2 separate regions of the Sus scrofa genome follow, and region 1 is linked to region 2. The links are chromatin contacts, called in public HiChIP or PLAC-seq maps. All regions are on one chromosome and are shown on one strand. Each heading gives the region's core, a stretch centred on a gene start, on an enhancer-like site or on the middle of the called end of the contact. The rest is flanking DNA. Distances are from core to core; before and after follow the strand shown.

What was found. HiChIP or PLAC-seq counts read pairs in DNA pulled down with a chosen protein or histone mark.
Region 1: a contact with region 2 is called in an H3K27ac HiChIP or PLAC-seq map of alveolar macrophages. The contact joins two enhancer-like sites. A contact is called at or near these places in 2 of 47 Hi-C or Micro-C datasets (embryonic fibroblasts and spleen) and 2 of 2 datasets of contacts at active chromatin or transcription factors (alveolar macrophages and skeletal muscle).

The regions. Positions count from the first base shown.
Region 1 is chr12:51,763,971-51,768,543 of Sscrofa11.1, forward strand. The region is part of intron 2 of RABEP1 (rab GTPase-binding effector protein 1); the gene reads right to left. Among named protein-coding and RNA genes, the nearest start is that of SCIMP, 6.4 kb to the right of the region's middle. Within about 2 kb of position 3,216, at least 21 of the 83 cell types and tissues checked have an H3K27ac peak or open chromatin away from gene starts, as enhancers often do. A contact at or near this core is called in alveolar macrophages, where this site is marked.
Region 2 is chr12:51,636,588-51,641,542 of Sscrofa11.1, forward strand. RABEP1 (rab GTPase-binding effector protein 1) reads right to left here. Exons shown (of 20, transcript XM_021067732.1): 9 at 4,184-4,362; 10 at 126-257. Among named protein-coding and RNA genes, the nearest start is that of NUP88, 77 kb to the left of the region's middle. Within about 2 kb of position 1,629, at least 2 of the 83 cell types and tissues checked have an H3K27ac peak or open chromatin away from gene starts, as enhancers often do. A contact at or near this core is called in alveolar macrophages, where this site is marked.

The DNA of each region.
Region 1 (4,573 bases), core at 1,966-4,465, 130 kb after region 2:
GACGGATCTAGAGATTATCATACTAAGTGAAGTCCAGACAAAGAAAGACAAAAATCATATGCTATCACTTATATGTCGAATTTTTAAAAATGATAAAACAAAGGACCCATTGTGTACCTATTTTAAAAACATGATACAAATGAACTTACTTAAAAGAAACAGATTCACTGACATAGAAAACAAACTTGTGGTTACCAAAGGGGACTGTGGGGGGAGGGGGAGGGATAGACTAGGAGTTTGGGATTAGCAGATACACACTGTATATATAAAAGAAACAAGGACCTACTATATAGCACAGGAAAGTATAGTCAATATCTTTTAATAACCTATAATGAGAAGAATCCGAAAAAGAATATATACATGTATATATAAATATTATGTATATATATGTATGTATTTGAATCACTTTGCTATACACCTGAAACGAATACAACATTGTAATCAACTATACCACAATAAAAATACATTAAAAATAAAGAAGGCAGGAATCACATCCCCTGGAAATGTTATTTCTGTACGTATGGCCCCATCCATCACTGTCTTCAGTGGTTGCTCCCAGCAGAGATTAATTGACATTTGTGAAGTGGCACAAGGGGTAAGACCTTCATTTTATGGATTGGATGCTTTGGGGAGAAGAAAAAACACAGCATATGTTATGTGCCACCTGGCAGGATGATGACAAGGACCATGAATCATGAGGTGAGAAATGGACTAGATTCCTATCCAAGTCTCTTCTAGTCTGAAGTCCCTGGTTCCGTGGCTTTAAGAGGTAAACACATGTCCAGCCATCCTGAGGAAGAGAGGAAAGCTCCACAGATGACCACCAGAGGGCGCCCTCCACTTCCCGGATCCCCACAGGGTCCTCTAGCTGCCCAGATCAAACAGGCAGCATTTCAAACGTGCAGGAAGAAGGCTAAACAGACCAGACCAACTTTCTATCCTCCTCCTGTGGTGCAAACACAGTGGTGGAGTCAGGGGAAGGGTGTGGGTGGCAAGGAAGTGGGCAGGTTCAAATGCCCTGATGGGGGCCCTAAACTTTGCTGTCAGCCTCCATCTGCCAACACCTTAACACCCCATCAGCCACACAACCATCTGCTGTTCTCCAAATACTCTGGGCTGTTCTATCCACAGTTCTCTCCACTTGGTGAGCTCCTACACATCCTTCAAAGCCCAGTTCAAATGCCCTCTCCGTGCTCCCATTCTGTGCTCCCACGGCACAGCATCCATTGCTTTCAGTAGTAATTACTGATGTACCTTTCTGCCTGGAGAACATGTTCCCCCAGGGACAACTTGCTCAGCTCCTAGCAGAGACTTGCAAGCCTAGGGCCTGACATAAAGCAGAGGGCACTGAACCTTGCCTGCATTATGTTATGGTTCCACCTTCCTCCTACACCTTGAGAGGCTTCCCTGAAGGCAGGGGCTGCATCTGATTCTTCTCTCTGGCCCTGATACCACCCAGGGCCTGGCAAAATAGGCCCTCAAGTTGGCTAGAAAGAAGTTGCCTCCTTTGGAGTATGTAACTCACTTCTCCCTCTAGATGACTTGGCTTCTTTTTTCAGTCGACATCTATCAGGCATTTTTGGCTGTGCCCAGGACCATGCTGGGTGCCAGAGTGGGGGCAGGGAGTTGAGCAGATGTCTCGTCCTAGCTGCAGAGGGCAGTAACAGAAGAGAGATTCATGGCACAATCCCTGGACCACTTTACTGTTCATCAAATGGTCTCTCTCTCTCTCTCTCTCTTTTTTTTTTTTTTTTTTTGTCTTTTTGTCTTTTTAGGGCTGCACCCATGGGGTACAGAGGCTCCCAGGCTAGGGGTCCAATTGGAGCTGTAGCCACTGGCCTATGCCACAGCCACAGCCACAGCAACGTGGGATCTGAGCCGAGTCTGGGACCTACAGCACAGCTTACAACGACGCCAGATCCTTAACCCACTGAATGAGGCCAGGGATTGAACCTGCGTCCTCATGGATGCTAGTCGGGCTCATCAACTGCTAAGCCACAGCAGGAACTCCCCAAATTCTTTCATTTTATGAATGAAGAAACTGAGGCTCAGGGAGGGGAGGGGCCATGTAGGAAGTTGTTGGCAGACTGAGCCCAGCATTTGGATCTCTTGACACTCCAACTTGGACTTGCTGTAGCAAGTGCATAGTGGGAAGCGGCAGGTTTATCAAGTTCACTGCATCACAGCTGAACCCGGCCATCCCAGAGGCTTAGCAAAATCATTTATTGGACGAATCCATGAAACACAAACCAAGGAGTCACTGCTTTGGTAGCAGAAGATGAGTTTTACCTACAGAAGGATTTATTCACTTCTCAAAAGATAAAGAATTCCCTAGTGGGTCAAGATCTGGCACTGTCGCTGCAGCAGCTCAGGTTGCTGCTGTGGCATGGGTTTGATCCCTGACCCAGGAAATTTCACATGCTGCAGACGTGGCCAAAAAAACCTTTCTTGCTTTTAGGGAAGTTTTTGAGCAGATAAGCTATGGATCAACCCTAATAAGAAAGAACTTAGGGAATTCCTGCTGTAGTGCAGCAGAGTAAGAATCCAGCTTGGTCTCTGAGGTGGCTTGGGTTCAATCCCCAGCCCAGCACAGTGGGTTGAGGTTCCAGCACTGCCGCAGCTGTGGCTTGAATGTGATCCCTGCCCTGGGAACTTCCATATGCCACAAGTGTGGCCGGAAAAAAAAAAGAAAAAAAAAAAAAAAAAAAACAACAACCTCGACTTTGCAAATGGATAGACCTGGCTTGAAGGTTCTTCCTGGACTATGCATGATGGAACCTCCCAGAGCCTCGTTGCTCCCACCTGTCAGATGGAGACGATAATCTCCCAGGTAAGTGAAGACGAGGTGAGACAAGAGCTCCGGTCGGGCCTGGTTCCCAGCTGGTGCTCACCGACAGGACTTAGCAATTCCTGGTAAGCTGCCAGTTGTGTGCATCCCCCACCCCTCCGATGCCAAGTCCAGCGACGTCCTGTGGGTAGCTTGAAATCAGCCGGGCTGGGAATGTTTAGGTCATGGAAATCAGCAAACACTACACACCAGAAACCCTTTGGTCCCCCAAGAGCTGGTTGTTAAATGTGTACCAGACAGGCCAGGGTATCATCATGATCGCTGAGAACAGTCACAACTTGTTCGCTCCAGGCAGACACAGTGCACACCAGCTTGGCTATTTTTACTGACAAGACCGCTCGTTTGAGTCAGAACAGTCAATTCCACAAAATGGTTGGTTGGTTTCCCCACCCCTGGGCCCCATTTCAGAGGCGCCGGTGTTGTGGGGAGACGGCTCAGTCCAGCGGTCATCTGGACCCAAGTCCAGAGGTAGCCTGTCACTCACCCTCAGCAACAGGAGGCTCCCCCCACCCCCCAGAAAAGGCTGGGTCGGCGGTGCCAGGGCTCCCCCAGGGTTTGTGAGAACCACTCTCTTTGTGGGGCAGTATTTCTCACCCAGGTCTGTCTCCGAGTCTGGGTGGGAGTCAGGCTTCTGGAGCTCCAGGGTGCTCCGGGCAGGCCCGTCTCTGGGGACCCTCCCCCACCCAACCCCCACGCACTGCCAAGTCCCCACCTGCGGCCTGATCCCTCCACCCAGGAGGGTCTGAGGTGGGCCTTGCAGGAGCACAGGGACAGTGAGAAGATTCTGGCTCCTGGAAGGCCCCAGGTGTCAGCTTTCTTGGAAGAGGGCCTGGTTGCTGGGTGATGGCCTCTCCCTGGCCGGCTGAGCAGAAAGGGGAAGTGGGGTCACCAGGCGTGGAGGCCTGTGGGCGAGGAGCCGCCTCTCCCCAGCTGCGCCCAGGCCACAGCACCCGGGACACTGCTGACTCGTCAGCTGCTCACATCTGGACACCCCTGCAGCTCGGGGAAGCACCTGGGCATGTGTCCTGGGCCTGGCCCTGGGGACTGGAGCCTGGGGCCTTGGCACCACCACTGGGTGGGGTCGGAGAAACAGGGGCCTTGAAGAGCCGGCCCTGCTGGCAGTGGGGCTGGCGAGCTCGGGATCACCACGTCTCCTCGGGCCTCCATCCCCTTGCGCGTACGGTGGGGCCCGTGAGGAGGCCACTGCTCAGGCTGACATGACGGAGTGACTGGGAGTGAGATGTGTGTACTGCGAGCGGCTTGTTATCATTCTCTGGATCACGATGGCGAGTCTGGGGGACTGACCTGCGTGAGGACCCTAACTGGCCTGTGCTGAAGCTGGGGTGAACTTGGGGCTACATTTTGAAGCCTTTGGATGAAAAGGCTGGAACGCCACCGGCTAGGTGTCTGCCCCTGTGTCTCTGGTATTCAGGGATTTATTTATTTATTTATTGGGTCTTTTTGTCCTTTTAGGCACATGGAGGTTCCCAGGCTAGGGGTCCGATCGGAGCTGTAGCCGCCAGCCTACGCCAGAGCCACAGCAACACCAGATCTGAGATGCATCTGCGACCTACACCACAGCTCACGGCAACGCCGGATCCTTAACCCACTGAGCAAGGCCAGGAATCGAACCCGCAATCTCATGGTTCTTAGTCGGATTCGTTAACCACTGGGCCATGATGGGAACTCCTCAAGGATGTGTTTGCAAGGCCTCCTGCCTTCCAG
Region 2 (4,955 bases), core at 379-2,878:
CCTAATTTTCAGGTAGCAGCTATTATGCACCTTCCATATGAACAACGTAACTGACTGATATATGAGAAGCTAAAAAATGGTAACACTGTGTATACAATGATTTTAATTTTATAGATTCATTATACCTCCTCATTTGATAATTGCGCTGAAGATTCTTCATGAGTTAAAGCACACACTACTGGTATTTTTACTTCTTCCTCAACATCTGTTTTGTTGTGATCTTTCCTCTTATTAAGTCTTTGTTGCTCATCTTCCTCCTAAAAGTTAGGAATAAAAAAAATATATATTATCCAGGTAATCCATATTTAATAATTCACATAATTCTTTAACCACTCAAAATAAAAAGAACAGAGCTTTATGATAAGCAAAAAGTGGACACATGATTATTTGTTTCATAATCACATCTAAAGACAACTAATTATAATAAAATGTTTTAATACTATAGAAAAAAGTATGAATCCTGGTGTAGAAAAAAATCAGAAAAAGTTTCCAATAAAAGTATTATCATGTGAAGGCAAAACAAGAAAGCAAATCATCTCCCCTTTAAATCACCTTTCCTTCTTCAAGTGATCCGAGAAAGAAAATTTACATAGAATGTTCCTTCAGGTTATTGTCAAAAACAAACAGGAAAGGAGTTCCCGTCGTGGTGCAGTGGTTAACGAATCCGACTAGGAACCATGAGGTTGCGGGTTCAGTCCCTGCCCTTGCTCAGTGGGTTGACGATCCGGCGGTGTTGCCATGAGCTGTGGTGTAGGTTGCAGACGCGGCTCGGATCCCGTGTTGCTGTGGCTCTGGCGTAGGCCGGTGGCTACAGCTCCGATTCAACCCCTGGCCTGGGAACCTCCATATGCCGCGGGAGCGGCCCAGGAGATAGCAACAACAACAACAACAATAACAACAACAACAAAAGACAAAAAAAAAAAAAAAAAAAAAAAAAACCAGGAAAAAGTTAGGGCATTACACATCCATTTGAAACATGTACAGATATGAAATACAAAGGAATGATTGAAGCTGATGTAATAATTCACTCAACAGGAGTTCCCATCGTGGCTCAGCAGAAACGAATCTGACTAGTATGCATAAGGATGCGTGTTCAATCCCTGACCTTGCTGAGTGGGTTTAGGATCTGGTATTGCCGTGAGCAGTAGTGTAGGTCACACACGCGTTTCTGATCCTGAGTTGCTGTGGCTGTGGTGGAGGCTGGCAGCTACAGCTCCGATTCAACCCCTAGCCTCCATATGCCACAGGTGAGGCCCTAAAAAGACAATAAACAAACAAACAAACAAAAATAATTCACTCAACAACAGTGAAAGATACCTTCCATGCTCATGCCCCCAAATCAGTCCAGGGGAAGAGACAAAAACACAATCACACTACTACACAAGCATAAACAAGGTTCTACAGGAGGAAGAAGATTTCATCTGAGGGAGCTAGAAAGGAGGCTCCCAAAGAAGATAACACTTCGGCTGGATCTCTAAGAATCAATAAGATGAATCTGCCAACTGCATGAGAGGAGACAAGCAATGGTCCCGGAGGGAGAAAGGAAGCACGTACCAAGGGACAGGGGCCCAGAAGAGCAGGCATATCAGGAAATACTGAATCATCTCATGTGACTAAAAAGAGGGCAGGCACATGAGCAGTGAGGAACATGGAGCAGGAGGTGGTGGTTCAGTGTCAGCATCTGCAATCAGAGACTGGTCAACCCTCAGATACGCCCAGCTCATTTGGAAAGTCTTCTCGTGTGGTTCTCTTTTTTGAGAAACACATGAGATAAAGCTTTACATATAAAGCCTTAGCACAATGCTGGCACACAGGCCTTAAATGACCAGTTTTGCAGTTTAAACTGTTTTAAATGGGCAGCAGGAAGAGGATGGTTCTATCTTACTTTAGAATCAGCCTGACTGTGTCTGTACAAGATGAATGAGGCAAAACTAAGAGACAGAAAGGAAATTTGAAAAGGAAGAAACTTCTGAAAAACAAAGGCCCTCATTACTTATCCATTCTTTCTTTTTTTTTGGTCTTTTTAGGGCCACAGGTGCAGCAAATGGAAGTTCCCAGGCTAGGGGTCAAATCACAGCTGCAGGTGCCAGCCTACACGACAGCCACAGCAACAGGGGATCCGAGCTGTGTCTGCGACCTACACCACAGCTCACGGCAACACTGGATCCTTAACCCACTGAGCAAGGCCAGGGATCGAACCTGCAACCTCATGGATACTAGTCAGGTTCGTTTCCACTGCGCCACAATGGGAACTCCTGAAAAACAAAATCGAATGTAAGTTATACAAGGTAATCTAAAATACTTCTTGTAATACCTGCATAGCTATTCTAAGGAAATATTTGCACACATAACATAGTATAGGATGTTAACTGCAACACTGTTAGAAATGACAAAAAGAAAGAAACCATCTGGATGCCCACTAGAAGGAGAAGAATTAATTATCGTACATTCATGCTACCAGTTAACAAGAATGAGACAGATCTCTGATGTGAAAACAGAGCCAAGATGATGCTTATGAGAAAAATAAGTTATAGAATAAATACTTATACTCTGATACCAGTTGTTTGAAACAAACAAACAAACAAAAAACCCCCCACCAAATATACACTTAAAAACACACAGAAATGGTCTGGAAGACCACCTTCTGAACTAATTATTTCTGATTACAATAAGAGGTTACTTCTGAAGAGTTCCTGCTGGGGTGCAGTGGGTTGAGTCCAACTGCAGGAGTTCCAGTTGTGGTTCACTGGGTTAAGAACCCGATTAGTATCCATGAGGATACGGGTTCAATCCCTGGCCTGGATCAGTGGGTTAAGGATCCAGTGTTGCCTCGAGCCATGGTGTAGGTCACAGATGCAGCTCAGATCCAGGGCTGCTGTGGCATAGGCCAGCAGCTATAGCTCTGATTCAACCCCTAGCTTGGGAACTTCCATATGTGGCAGGAATGGCCCTAAACAGACAGGGAAGAAAAAAAAAAGAAAGAAAGAAAGAAAAAAGAATGTAACTGCAGCAGCTCAGGTCACTGTGGAGGTGCAGGTTCAATCCCCACCCCAGCACAGTGGGTTAAACAGTGTTGCCACAGCTGTGGCACAGGTGGCAGCTGCAGCTTGGATTTGGTCCCTGGCCTGGGAACTTCCATATGCTGTGGGTTCAGCCGTAAGAAAAAAAAAACTGGTTACTTCTGTGAAGGGAGATATATGAGATGATGTCAAGGGAGATTTTTCACATTATCACTTCATTTCTTTTACTTTGGGTTTTTGTTACTTCGTGGCCATGCCCACAACATGTGGAAGTTCCTGGGCCAAGGATCAAACATGCACCACAGCAGCAACTGGAGCCATGGCAGTGACAATGCCAGACCCTTAACCCACCTAGCCATCAGGGAATACCTTTCACTTTGTATTCAAAACAGAATATCATAAACATGAGAATGTACTTACATGTTACTCGTGTAGTGAATAGTTTTTTATAGATAAGGAGAAAACAGGATCCTAGATACAGGGCACCCTAGACATCTGCCTTTTCTTATCACTCAGCCTCTTCACCCCCACCCATCACCTTTTTTTTTTTTTTTTTTTTGCTTTTTAGGGCCGCACCTGCAGCATATGGAGGTTCCCAGGCTAGGGGTCCAATTGGAGCTGTAGCTGCCAGCCTACGCCACAGCCACAGCCACAGCAGATCCAAGCCGTGTCTGCAACCTACACCCCAGCTCACAGCAACACTGGATCCTTAACCCATGGTGCGAGGCTAGGGATCGAATCCGCAACCTCAAGGTTCCTAGTCAGAATCATTTCCGCTGCGCCACAACAGAAAATCCCCCACTCATCACCTTCTAATGAGGCTTTTAGAGCAAAGTCATGAAAGATGAAGCCTGGATAAACACAATTCAGGAGCCCTAGGAGAACTGGACAGAACTGCAGAGAAAGATTTTCTCGGGAATATGCACTGTTACACCCTGCAGACCAAACGGGATCGTTTCTAAATCAGTCCCCCACCCCCACCCCCAGACAAGGCCATTTCTAAAATTCAAAAACAAAATCCCTCAAATGCAGTTATTGTTTTTTGAAATGAAGTATATCACTTTGTTTCAGACTGAAGTCAATCTGTAATATACATAAAGCAATGCAATCATGGAGGGGGTGGGTTTTAACAAAGCAAATAATCCTACAGGACTGCCAGTCACCTGATCTTTTTTCTTCAGTTCTTCAACTTGTCGGAGCTGTTCTGAAGTGAGCACAATTTCCATTCGCTGCATGTCCCTCATCAGCAAACGCTGAGATTCCAGGAACTGGTCATTGGCCTTCTGCCACGTGTGTTTCAACTGGTTGTGTTGTTGTCGCTCTTGCTCCAAGAGATGGCAAACTGTTTAGGAGTCCCCCAGTCAAAAACACTGAATTTTAATGGTAGGCAATTTCTTTAACATAGAACTATTAGGCCAGGCCTGGCCAATGTCCATCAGTCTGGGATTCTGCCTCTAACAAGAACCCAGGGGCAACCTGCCGAACAACAAGGCAACTGTCTCCTCACCACCTCTCTAAAGAGAGTCTCTCAAAGCATGCTTGTAGGAAGGGGAACGAGCGGGGAAAAAACATTTCTGCGCTCAGTACATTTTAGAAATCTTGGGCTAAAAACTTTTCTTTTTGAAAGATTTCTTTACTGCTGGACTTTGAACTCAGGGTCTTAAGTATGTCTATGTTCTCTTTTAAGCTGATATGTAACACAATATACCTCCCAAATTTATTTGACAAAAAAATCCTTTCTGCAGCATTACTCACATAACAGATGACCTAGGGAATACACCTTAGGAAATGCTGCTCTAAAGGCCAAAAGTATAGTAACCATTCCTAATTGTCTTCAATACATTCTCATCAGTCTGTTACCCAGGAATCCTTCTTGAGCCCATGTAGTTTTGATCTCAGGATGGGTCAAAGAATCTTTGTAAACACTTGTGTTGC